Linked DNA regions of Sus scrofa: regions 1 and 2 are each linked to region 3. Evidence: chromatin contacts called from public Hi-C and HiChIP or PLAC-seq data. All regions are on one chromosome and are shown on one strand. Each heading gives the region's core, a stretch centred on a gene start, on an enhancer-like site or on the middle of the called end of the contact. The rest is flanking DNA. Distances are from core to core; before and after follow the strand shown. Region 1 holds the start of CALCOCO1 (calcium-binding and coiled-coil domain-containing protein 1). Region 2 overlaps ATF7 (cyclic AMP-dependent transcription factor ATF-7). Region 3 holds the start of ATF7 (cyclic AMP-dependent transcription factor ATF-7).

Region 1 (3,096 bases), core at 444-2,943, 92 kb before region 3:
GCTCCTTGCACATAAATGCTCAGTGAACACTTATCTCCTGGTAAGAGCACTGTTCCTTAGAACAAAGGGAGTTAGTATGCCACCCAGGAGTTTCTGGGGTGGTTAATATGGTATTCTGACCATTTGTGCTTCAATCCTGATTCTACCACTTGCTAGGTAGTGGTGGTAAGTCTATGACCCCAGGTAAGTCACTTAATAGTCTGTGCCTCAATCTTCATCTTATGTAAAGTGGGAATAATAAAAGGGCCTACTATATAAGGGTATTGTATTATATGGAAAAGTCCTTAACATAGTTTAAACACATTGTAAACACCCAATAAACAAAAGTTACTATTTTGAGCTCCAGCTGAGACTGAGTTTTCCTATAAGCCTTTATGCCAGGTGGAAGACAAAAACCAAGAACAACTGAGACTTGGGCACCTGAACAGGCCTCACTCTTAACCCACCCCAGGACCTTGAGCCATCTCTGCAACCAGCAGCTTGTCCTAACTCATAAATCCTGACTAGTGACGCTGACATGTCACCTTAATGTTTGTGAAGCCTGATGATTTATTGCTAAGTGCTTGGAGATCTTCAATATGAAAGGCACCCAAGGGCAGGCACCAGACACACTATTGTCATAAAAGCAAAATACTACCCCAAAACTTGGAAAAGGCAGAGGCACCATAACTTAATGCAGCAGAAAATTAAAGCAGAAGAGCAAATCAATCCTTAGACTGTAATTCCTTAATACAGAGACTGAGAGAGATCATTTTTTGAATGCCTCAGACCCCGTGCAGGATGCCCAGGTCTTTAATGGACTCGTGACTTGAGGGTGCGTGGGAGGAATGTGAATCTTTCACCTCTTCTAAACAAAAAACAGGAGCAACAACATGTATTATTATCTTAATGAATTTAAGCCAGTTAAAAGGCTTGGGCAAACCAGCCGGGTAAGTGGCTTGTTTCTGAACTGTCCTGCATTATGCCATGTTCCCTTTTCAACGTGGTTCTCCTCACTTCACCTCTGCCCTCCCAACCAACAACACCTCGGACAATGGGTCCTCCTTCTGGACCTAGAGGACGCTGAGGGGAGCCCAGTCCAGTGTTGGCAGGCGTCTGGAACTGAAGCCCTCGAGTTAGAAAAAAAAAATCCTCAGTGGTGCAGAACACATAGTTTTTGCAGGGCTGCCCCTGAGGATGAAGCAATGAAGAAACTGCTACCACAGTTTCCTATCCCCTAGACGGTAGGTAGTTGTGATGTAGTGGCAAGAGCACTGGGAGTCGTGCAATCCTACCCTCTCATAGCTTTGATACTTTAGATCGGTTCCGTAACCTTTCTGGGCTTTAGTGTCTCCATCTGAAAGGCGTGGATAACAAAACCGCCTACCTCACAAGTTGTCGTTAAAAGTAAGCGAAAGTGTGTACCTGAACTCGTTCGGCCCACTCTATAATGTATTTTAAAGACAGCTTTCGAGCCGTAACTCCTCCCCACCCCCAACCACGCACGGTACCAACCGGCAGTCGCCACTAACGTAGCCTGCCCCCCTCCTAAGGCATCATGGGCTGTGAAGTTCTTTGCTGGCCACACCCTCGTTCACGGTCACGGAAGTGAGAACTACGCCTCCCAGGATGCTGCTGTGAGGCCTCCCCCGCGGCCGCCCTCTACTCCGCCCTCCTTGCGCACAGACTCCTGGGTTATGTAGTCCTAGATCCGCACTGGCTCGCCGGCAAAAAGGCTCGGAGGAACCACAAACCCCAGAAGCCCTCGCGTCCACCCTTCTCCCTCCCCTCCTGGAGTCGGAGTGCTGTTTTTGTTGTTGGTGAAAGGTGAGGGAACAGCTGATCCGTCTGTGGGGTAAGAAACTTGGCCTAATTTGGGGGCGGTTTTATGGGGGGCCACCCCACTTTCAAGCCTGTGAAAGGATCATCTAAGGGAACCGGTAAAGGCGGGTGGAGGAGCGTTTGGGTGTTAACACTTTCCGTACTGGAGAAACCACCCCCACAGTTTTGAGAGTTCTTGGTCTCAGGGGGGCCGTGATCAAGGGGATACCCAGTCACTGTTCTCGCCTCCATCTCAGTCCTTCTTTATAAAGCTTGAAACGCTTAAGGGAGTTGAGGGAGGCCGAAGTCTGCTTATTCTCAGCCAGGCAAGACTTGGCCTCACAAACCTTCCCGTTCCCCTCTCCCCCAGCCACCCTCCGCCCCACCTCAATCTAAAGGCCTTTATGCCACTGAATTCCTGAAGGAAAACATTACAAGGTGTAGAATGTTAAAAGAACTCTGAAGCCCTACAGCGTGGGGGGATGAGACACCCCCCCCCCCCGCAAAGCAAACAACCGAATCAGGCTACACATACACACTTCAGGTGCCCAGTGCTCTCTTTCAGGCCTGGGGATATTTCCAGCTGTTAGGAATTTTTTTTGTAGGGAGTATATGGGGTTCCCCCGGCTTAGATCTTTGAGGACAATTCACCCCCTCCTGGAAAGCCAGAAGAATTGTATTTAGAAAAAACATGGGCTGGTTTTAAGTAAGGATTTTTCAGAGATAAAAATTCAGAGAAACCTCTTGTCCTCAATTCAGTCTCTATTTTGGAGGAAGAAGTAGCTTCTTTCTGTAGAGCTGGCCCATCTTGCCTTCTCTAAGGCGTTTTTGTCTTCTTTTAAAGTCTCTACCCACCTGACTTCAGCCTCAGTGTGGGTTTGTGGTGTTTGGGGGCGTGCATATGACTAGTGCCTGTGGCTGACACAGGAGGAAGATTAGTGAGCTAGAGAGGAGAAATGACAAGGGCCATCTCACAGGCCTGGCCTGAGGATTCTCTTGATTGTTATCCTTCTTCGTCCCACCCCCATTCTTTCCAGTGAATTTTCCCCACCTAGCTTGGAACATCTCTTCCTCTCAATCCCTCCTATAGCATGCCTCCAACTACCAATCTGAGCAGCTGGAAGGATTAAGGCACTTGGAATTAAGGCTTAGGGGAGCAGAGAGAAAATGGGTAGGGAAATACGAGAGCTGGGTTCACATAGAGTCAGACCAGTAGATTTCTAACCCTGCTCCTGGCAAGACCTGAAGAGAAGAATGTGAGGTTCTTTTGGAACTCTCTTTCCTTCTCTCAACATC
Region 2 (3,532 bases), core at 349-2,848, 65 kb after region 3:
GTGGCTCTGGTTGGTGGCTGTAGCTTTGGCCTAGACTGGCAGCTGTAATTCCAATTCGACCCCTAGTGCGGAAACTTCCATATTGCTGCAGGTACAGCCCTAAAAAGCAGGAAAAAAAAAAAGTGAAAACACACATTTTTCCAAAAAAAAAAAAAAAGATGTACAGATAGCCAACCAAGCACATGAAAAGATGCTCAATATCTCTAATCAATAGAGAAATGGAAATCAAAACTGCAGTGAGACACTACTTCAGACCCATTAGAATGGCTACTTTTTAAAGAAAAAAAAATCAGAGTTCCCTTAGTGGCTTAGTGGTTAATGAATCTGACTAGCATCCATGAGGACACAGGTTCCATCCCTGGCCTTGCTCAGTGGGTTAAGGATCCGGTGTTGTCATGAGCTGCGGTGTAGGTCACAGACGCAGCTCAGATCTGGTGTTGCTGTCATTGTGGCGTAGGCCAGCAGCTATAACTCTGATTCGACCCCTAGCCTGGGAACTTCCATATGCCATGGGTGCAGCCCTAAAATGCAAAAAAAAACAAAAAAATCAATGCTTGCTGCAGCAGCATATATATAAAATTGGAAAGATACAGAGAAGATTAGCATGGCCCCTTTACAAAGATAACATGCAATTTCATGAAGCTTTCCATATTAAAAAAAATCATAATAAATTTTTTAAAAATAGGAGTTCCCTCGTGGCTCAGCAGTTAATGAACTGGACTAGTATCCATGAGGACCATGGGTTTGATCTCTGGCCTTGCTCAGTGGGTTAAGAATCCAGCGTTGCTGGGATTTATGGTATAGGTCGCAGACACGGCTTGTATCCTACCTTGCTCTGGCTATGGCGTAGGGCAGCAGCTACAGCTCGGATTTGACCCCTAGCCTGGGAACCTCCACATGCCATGAGTGTGGCCCTAAAAAAGACAAATGATGATAATAATGAGTGTTGGTGAGGATATGGAGAAATTGGAACCTTTGTGCATTTCTGGTGGCAATATTAAAATGGTATAGCCAATGAGGACAACAGCATGACAGTTCCTCAAAAAATTAAAAATAGAATTCCTGGAGTTCCCTGGTAGCCTAGAGATTAAGGATTCAGCATTGTTACTGCTGTGGCTCGGGTTTGATCCCTAGCCTGGGAACTTCCACATACTGTAGGCATGGCCAAAAAAAAAAACCCAGAATTACTATATGATCCAGCAATTCCATTTCTGAGTATATGCCCCCAAAGAATTGAAAGCAGAGTTATTTGTACAGCCATATTCATAGCAGTATTGTTCACAATAGCCAAAACATGGAAGCAACCCAAATGTCCATCTGCTGATAAATGGACAAACAAAATGTGATATATACATACAATGGGCTGTCATGTAGCCATAATAAAAAGGAAGGAAATTCTGCAATATTCTGCAACATAAAGGAACCTTGAAGATATGCTGAGTGAAGTAAGTCTCAAAAAGACAAATACTGTATGCTTTCATTCAAATGAGGCCCTTAGAATAGGCAGAATCATAAAGACAGAAAGTATAGTGGTGGTTGCCAGGAGTTGGAGGGAGAGTGGGAAGTTATTGTTTAATGACTATGGAGTTTCAGTTCTGCAGGATACAGAGAGTTATGAGCAGGGATGGTAGTGATGGTTGCACAATATGAATGTATTTAATATCACTAAACTGTACACTTAAAATGGTTTCAGTGATAAATTTTATGTGTATTTTACCACTATCAAAAAATAAAGAGGAGTTCCCGTCATGGTGCAGCAGAAACGAAACTGACTAGGAACTATGAGGTTGTAGGTTTGATCCCTGGCCTCACTCAGTGGGTTAAGGATCCTGCATTGCTGTGGCTGTGGCATAGGCCAGCAGCTACAGCTCCAATTCGACCCCTAGCCTGGGAACCTCCATATGCCTCGGGCGCAGCCCTAAAATAAAATAAATAAATAGATAAATAAATAAAAATAAAGAGAGTGAGAGAAGGAGAAAAGGTTTATACTTACTGGGTATTCCGTCATGGCTCAGTGGAAATGAATCCGAGTAGTATCTGTGAGGATGAGGGTTCTATCCCTGGCCTTGTTCAATGGGTTGAGGATCTGGTGTTGCTGTGAGCTGTGGTGTAGATCGCAGACACGTCTCAGATCCCGCATTACTATGGCTGTGGCATAGGTCAGCAGCTACACCTCCAATTTGACCCCTAGCCTGGAAACCTCCATATGCTGAGGGTGTGACCCTAAAAGACCAAAAAAAAAAGAAAAAGAAAAAAAGAAACCCTCAACATTTATACTTACTGCTTTACTGTGATATACTAGGGAATCCATAGAAATTGAGATGCCCAGGACCTTCTAAGTACAGTTAAACCTCAAATAAGATTATATTTCTCAATCCCATTAGGCCAAGATATAAAAATAAAACACCTAATCTTTCCCCATACTGATAAGAAATTGTATCTGCCTCTCTTTCCTGCACTGCCCAACACTGGTTGGAGTTGACCTATGTGACCTTTGGAGCTCATTACCTTTTTGCTGTGATTTATTAGGCACCTGCAGCTTATTTGGCACAAGACACACCCTTGGGGCTCATGATTTTTCACATTTGTCATAAACAGGAGGAGGGAACAGGAGCGAAAATAAAAATGAGTGATCAGGTGTGGCTGTGCATTTAAAACTTCCGCTGCTTAGAGGAATGGTTGCATCATTGGTCTGTCTGTTGTGGAATAATGCATTAATGTTAATCTCAGATCCTAACAATGAAGATCTAGCAATTCATTGTTGATTATGGATTTTAACATTCTTTTTCCACTCCCCAACCCTCACCTGGCTTGTTGATTTGATTGTAATATACCTTTTCCTCTTGTCGGATACTCCAGGGTAAACTTTGTAAAAGGAGGAATCCAGTTCTTGACACTGCTTGATACCTGTGAGATGCTGATACTCTGCCCAATAAAATTCAAGTCATTGGGATCCGAAAAGGAAATGCTTAAAAAGATGTGGTTAAAATTACCACCAGTGGTTTGGGGCATGAAGAAGGAAAAGGTTGCTATTGATGAATTGCCATTTTTTTGCACAGAACATTTTAGTTGGTAATAAAATAAAGTTCAGCGATGGAATCAGATACCTGAAGAAAATAAATTTGCCACAAGGCATCAATGTCCTTTCATGTGAAAGCGGTATAATTCCAGTGTACTTGAAGTGTCCTAAGTGCCTTTCTGTATTAAAGGGAATCTGTATTATTTTGGTGTTTAACAAAATAGTGAGGAAGATACACTGATTCTCACTTATTTACATAATGAAACATACCTTTAGAAATGGAAATGGAAAAGGGTCATTCCAAAAGTGTGCCCCGTGAAAGGTCTTAGAATCCAAAATTGATAAAGCTTTTCAGCAGTTATTCTCATATCGCTATGTAAAACCTGACCTAATCACTGAAAAAGGAATTCATAGAGCACTTACTATGTGCTCGCTATTGGATTAAGCCCTTAGATGGGGTAGGTGGGAGGGTAAAGAATAAATGTAGGGTGGAGTTCCCATCGTTGGTGCAGC
Region 3 (3,304 bases), core at 655-3,154:
AGGGAAGGGGCACAGGTGGGAGAAAAGGGAAGTTTGCTTTGGATATTATAAGTTTGAAATACCGATTAGACATCAAATGGATCTATTATGCAGGCAGCTGGAGATATTAGTCTTCATTTCAGGGGAGAGATACAGATTGGAGATATAAATTTGAGGAAAAATGAATTAGTACATGTAAAACAGAATAGTGCATGGAACATACTAAAATCAATAAATTTAGCTATTATATTTATTATTTTGTATGTATAGAATAATAGTCAATTGGACTAGCACAATTTGTAGAATTTCTTTCTCCCTGATTTGTAATGCCACTGCTGTTATATAGAAATCTCCCATACATACTGAGGGTCTGCTGCTATCATTGTATTTTTTTTTTTGTTTTTTTCTTTTTGGCTGCCCCATGGCTTACGGAGATCCCAGGCCAGGGGTCAGATCACAGCTGCAGTCATGACCTAAGCCACAGCTTAGTATCCCAAGCTCTACTAAAACACCGCCAATCCCTTTGCGCCACAGCGGGAACTCCTATCATTGTATTCTTTTAAGTAGAAATTGTTTTAGGAGAGAGTAGATTGGCAACCAGGACCCCTCTCAGCTTTTCTCAATTCACTTCGCAAGAACATAGGTGATTGTACGCTGCTCTTTCACTTTTGTTACCTAGGGAGAAATCACCTGGATTCTTTCTACCTTTCAGAGGCTGTGAAGACAGATGAGATCCTAGGCAGGAAGTTTAGAAAGCTGATATAAAACTGCAAAAGGAAGCTTCCTGAGAGAGATTCCAGAGGTAACATTTTGAGTCAACCATCCTTATAATTACAATAATGTTTTTAAAGTATTTCTCGGGGAGTTCCCATCGTGGCTTAGTGGTTAATGAATCTGACTAGGAACCATGAGGTTGTGGGTTCCATCCCTGACCTTGCTCATTGGGTTAAGGATCCGGTGTTGCTATGAGCTGTGGTGTAGGTTGCAGACGTGGCTCTGGCGTAGGCAGGCGGCTACAGCTCTGATTAGACCCCTAGCCTGGGAACCTTCATAAGCCGCACGTGCAGCCCTAGAAAAAGACAAAAAAAAAAAAGTTTTTCTTGGAGTTCCCATTGTGGCAAAGCAGAAATGAGTCCGACTAGTATCCTTGAGGATGCAGGTTCAATCTCCAGCCTCAACTGGTCTGGGATCCAGTGTAGCCATGAGTTGTGGTAGGTAGGTCGCAGACGCAGCTCGGATCCTGAGTTGCTATGGCTGTGGTGGTGGCTGGCAGCTGTAGCTCTGATTAGACCCCAAGCCTGGGAATCTCCACAGGCTGCAGGTGCAGCCTTAAAAAAATAAAACTAAAAAATCAAGGTTTTTTTTTTAGTTGTAAATACCACATAACAAAATTTACCACCTTAGTAACCATATGAGAAATTTTTAAATGGTCTTTGCATTTGATGTTTCACCCAAAATCTTCCGAAGGCTGTCTCCTTCTCATAGTTCAATTCTTCAAGGAAGTGATAATTCTGAAGGCCTGCATTTTGTAAAAAGTCTCCAATTCCTGTGGTTGAACTTTTGGTAGAAGTTCTCCACTGCCATAAACAGTCACACACAGAGCAGATTATGGCCACAGTTATGCTACTCTAAGTGCAAAGAAGAAAATGCAACTACTCAACTGTTTGGAATCTTGTATAGCTGTCTCAGTTTTTCCCCTTTTTTAACAGCTTTATTGAGGTATAATCTCCTCTCGTTTTTAAAGTGCGCTCCTTTAAGATGATCTCATTCTGTAGAATGAGAACCTTTGAATCTCCAGTACTACAGGCACCTGTAAGGATTCCCTTTCCTTCTTTTTCTTTTCTCCCTTACACTAGGCAGCCGAACACGTGTAACCACCGCCTAGAGAACTTGTTCAGCCTCCCTACCTAGCCCTGCCCACTCAAAGTCCAGCCCCTTCTTTTTTCGGAGGCCAGTCCCTCGGCCGCTTTCCAATTCAGGCCCAACAAATCTCGCCCTTCCTCCAACCCCCTCTCAACATCTCGCGAGAAGTGCGCGCGCCTGGCCGGACGAGAGGAAAGTATCTGCTCCGCTGAGGGGGGGGAAGAAGGAGCTGGAGGTAGATTGTGAGACGAAGCGCAGGCGGGCAGGAGGCGACGGAGCTACCAACGGGTAAGTCCTGTTAACATTAACTAGTCCATGAGCTGACGGGACTCTCCCCCTCAACTCTGGCCTGTCCCAGTGTCCCAGGCCGGGATCTCCCCTCCCAGTGTGTGTTGGACGGGGGCGCTGAGGCGGTGGCCGGGCCCTGTCTGAGGAAGAGGGTGGGGCGTGGGCTAAGGCCGACCAATAAAAGAGAAGGAGGCTACGATTGGCGGCGATGAGCACTAATAGGAGATCGTCTTTACCTTGCGGAGTGCCGCCCCCTTCTCTCTTTCCTCCCGCCTCCTTCCTTTGGGGGGGGAAGGCGGGGCCAGAGGCCTGAAGTGTGGGGAGAACTTGGGGTAAGTAGCCCCGGGGGGCGCAGGGCGTGGCAATGAGAGGGGAGTTGAATCCTGAGGGAATGGAAGTCTAGTGGAGGCTGGAATGGGGTGGAATGGGAGGAAGGGGTGGGGTACTAAATTGGTTGAAGACCCAGGGTTTCTTCCAAGAGTGGGGTTAGAGGCTTGGCATTGGAAGCGGCAAGGGTAATAGGCAGGAGGTAGGGATGAGTAGGTGAAAACATGGTACTTGGTTTGGCTGGAAAGATAGAGGTAAATCATTGGAAGTGAGAGCACGGCATTTCGACTGAATTATAAAAAAGAGTATTAGGGACATGATAGCAGGAAAAAAGTGGATATGGAGAAAATTAAGTGAGTGAGTTTGGGAAGACTTAATAGTGGTGTGTTAATGGCCAAAAGGCATCACTTTAGAGAGGGTATGGGGGAATCCAGAGAAGTAAGGGAGGTGTTTGGTTAGGAGACGGCTGATATATACAAGCGTTTAGCCTAGGTATCAGAAGAAGCCTGGGAAATAGATGTAGGACTTTTGGTGGATATTGCACCCAGTCTCGTGACCAGCCTGCAAGAGAGGTGGGATAGGGGTAGAGAAGGAGAAAAATAGAGCACTTTCATCACTTCTACTCTGATTTCCTTTCTCCCCCTCTTCCTCTTCCCGCACTTCATCTCTTCAACTCAGGGATGGGGGCTTGAGACTTAAGCAGCCAAGTTGGAGCCCCATAGGGAGTTATATGTTGCTCTCAATTGCTTGTTATGTTCTCCGACTGGGGTGTTTACTACCCAGGGCACCTCCTACCCAGATTCCCGCGTTGCTGCTTTACTAACTTTAAAAGTTTGTTTTCTCCTTA

Evidence for each region. Hi-C and Micro-C count contacts between places; a contact is called where the count stands out from the background. HiChIP or PLAC-seq counts read pairs in DNA pulled down with a chosen protein or histone mark.
Region 1: a contact with region 3 is called in a Hi-C map of liver, with 6 times the contacts expected there. The contact joins the promoter of CALCOCO1 here to the promoter of ATF7 in region 3. A contact is called at or near these places in 3 of 47 Hi-C or Micro-C datasets (heart right ventricle, liver and skeletal muscle).
Region 2: a contact with region 3 is called in an H3K27ac HiChIP or PLAC-seq map of alveolar macrophages. The contact joins the enhancer-like site here to the promoter of ATF7 in region 3. A contact is called at or near these places in 6 of 47 Hi-C or Micro-C datasets (embryonic fibroblasts, epiblast stem cells, fibroblasts and 3 more) and 2 of 2 datasets of contacts at active chromatin or transcription factors (alveolar macrophages and skeletal muscle).

What each region holds. Positions count from the first base shown.
Region 1 is chr5:18,928,999-18,932,094 of Sscrofa11.1, reverse strand. CALCOCO1 (calcium-binding and coiled-coil domain-containing protein 1) reads left to right here and starts at 1,693. Exons shown (of 15, transcript XM_005652574.3): 1 at 1,693-1,834. LOC106507255 (a long non-coding RNA gene) reads right to left here and starts at 1,487. Exons shown (of 4, transcript XR_002343963.1): 1 at 1,405-1,487.
Region 2 is chr5:18,771,282-18,774,813 of Sscrofa11.1, reverse strand. The region is part of intron 2 of ATF7 (cyclic AMP-dependent transcription factor ATF-7); the gene reads left to right. Among named protein-coding and RNA genes, the nearest start is that of NPFF, 48 kb to the right of the region's middle. Within about 2 kb of position 1,598, at least 1 of the 83 cell types and tissues checked has an H3K27ac peak or open chromatin away from gene starts, as enhancers often do. A contact at or near this core is called in alveolar macrophages, where this site is marked.
Region 3 is chr5:18,837,270-18,840,573 of Sscrofa11.1, reverse strand. It overlaps ATF7 (cyclic AMP-dependent transcription factor ATF-7), which reads left to right and starts at 1,904. Exons shown (of 11, transcript XM_013987080.2): 1 at 1,904-2,130.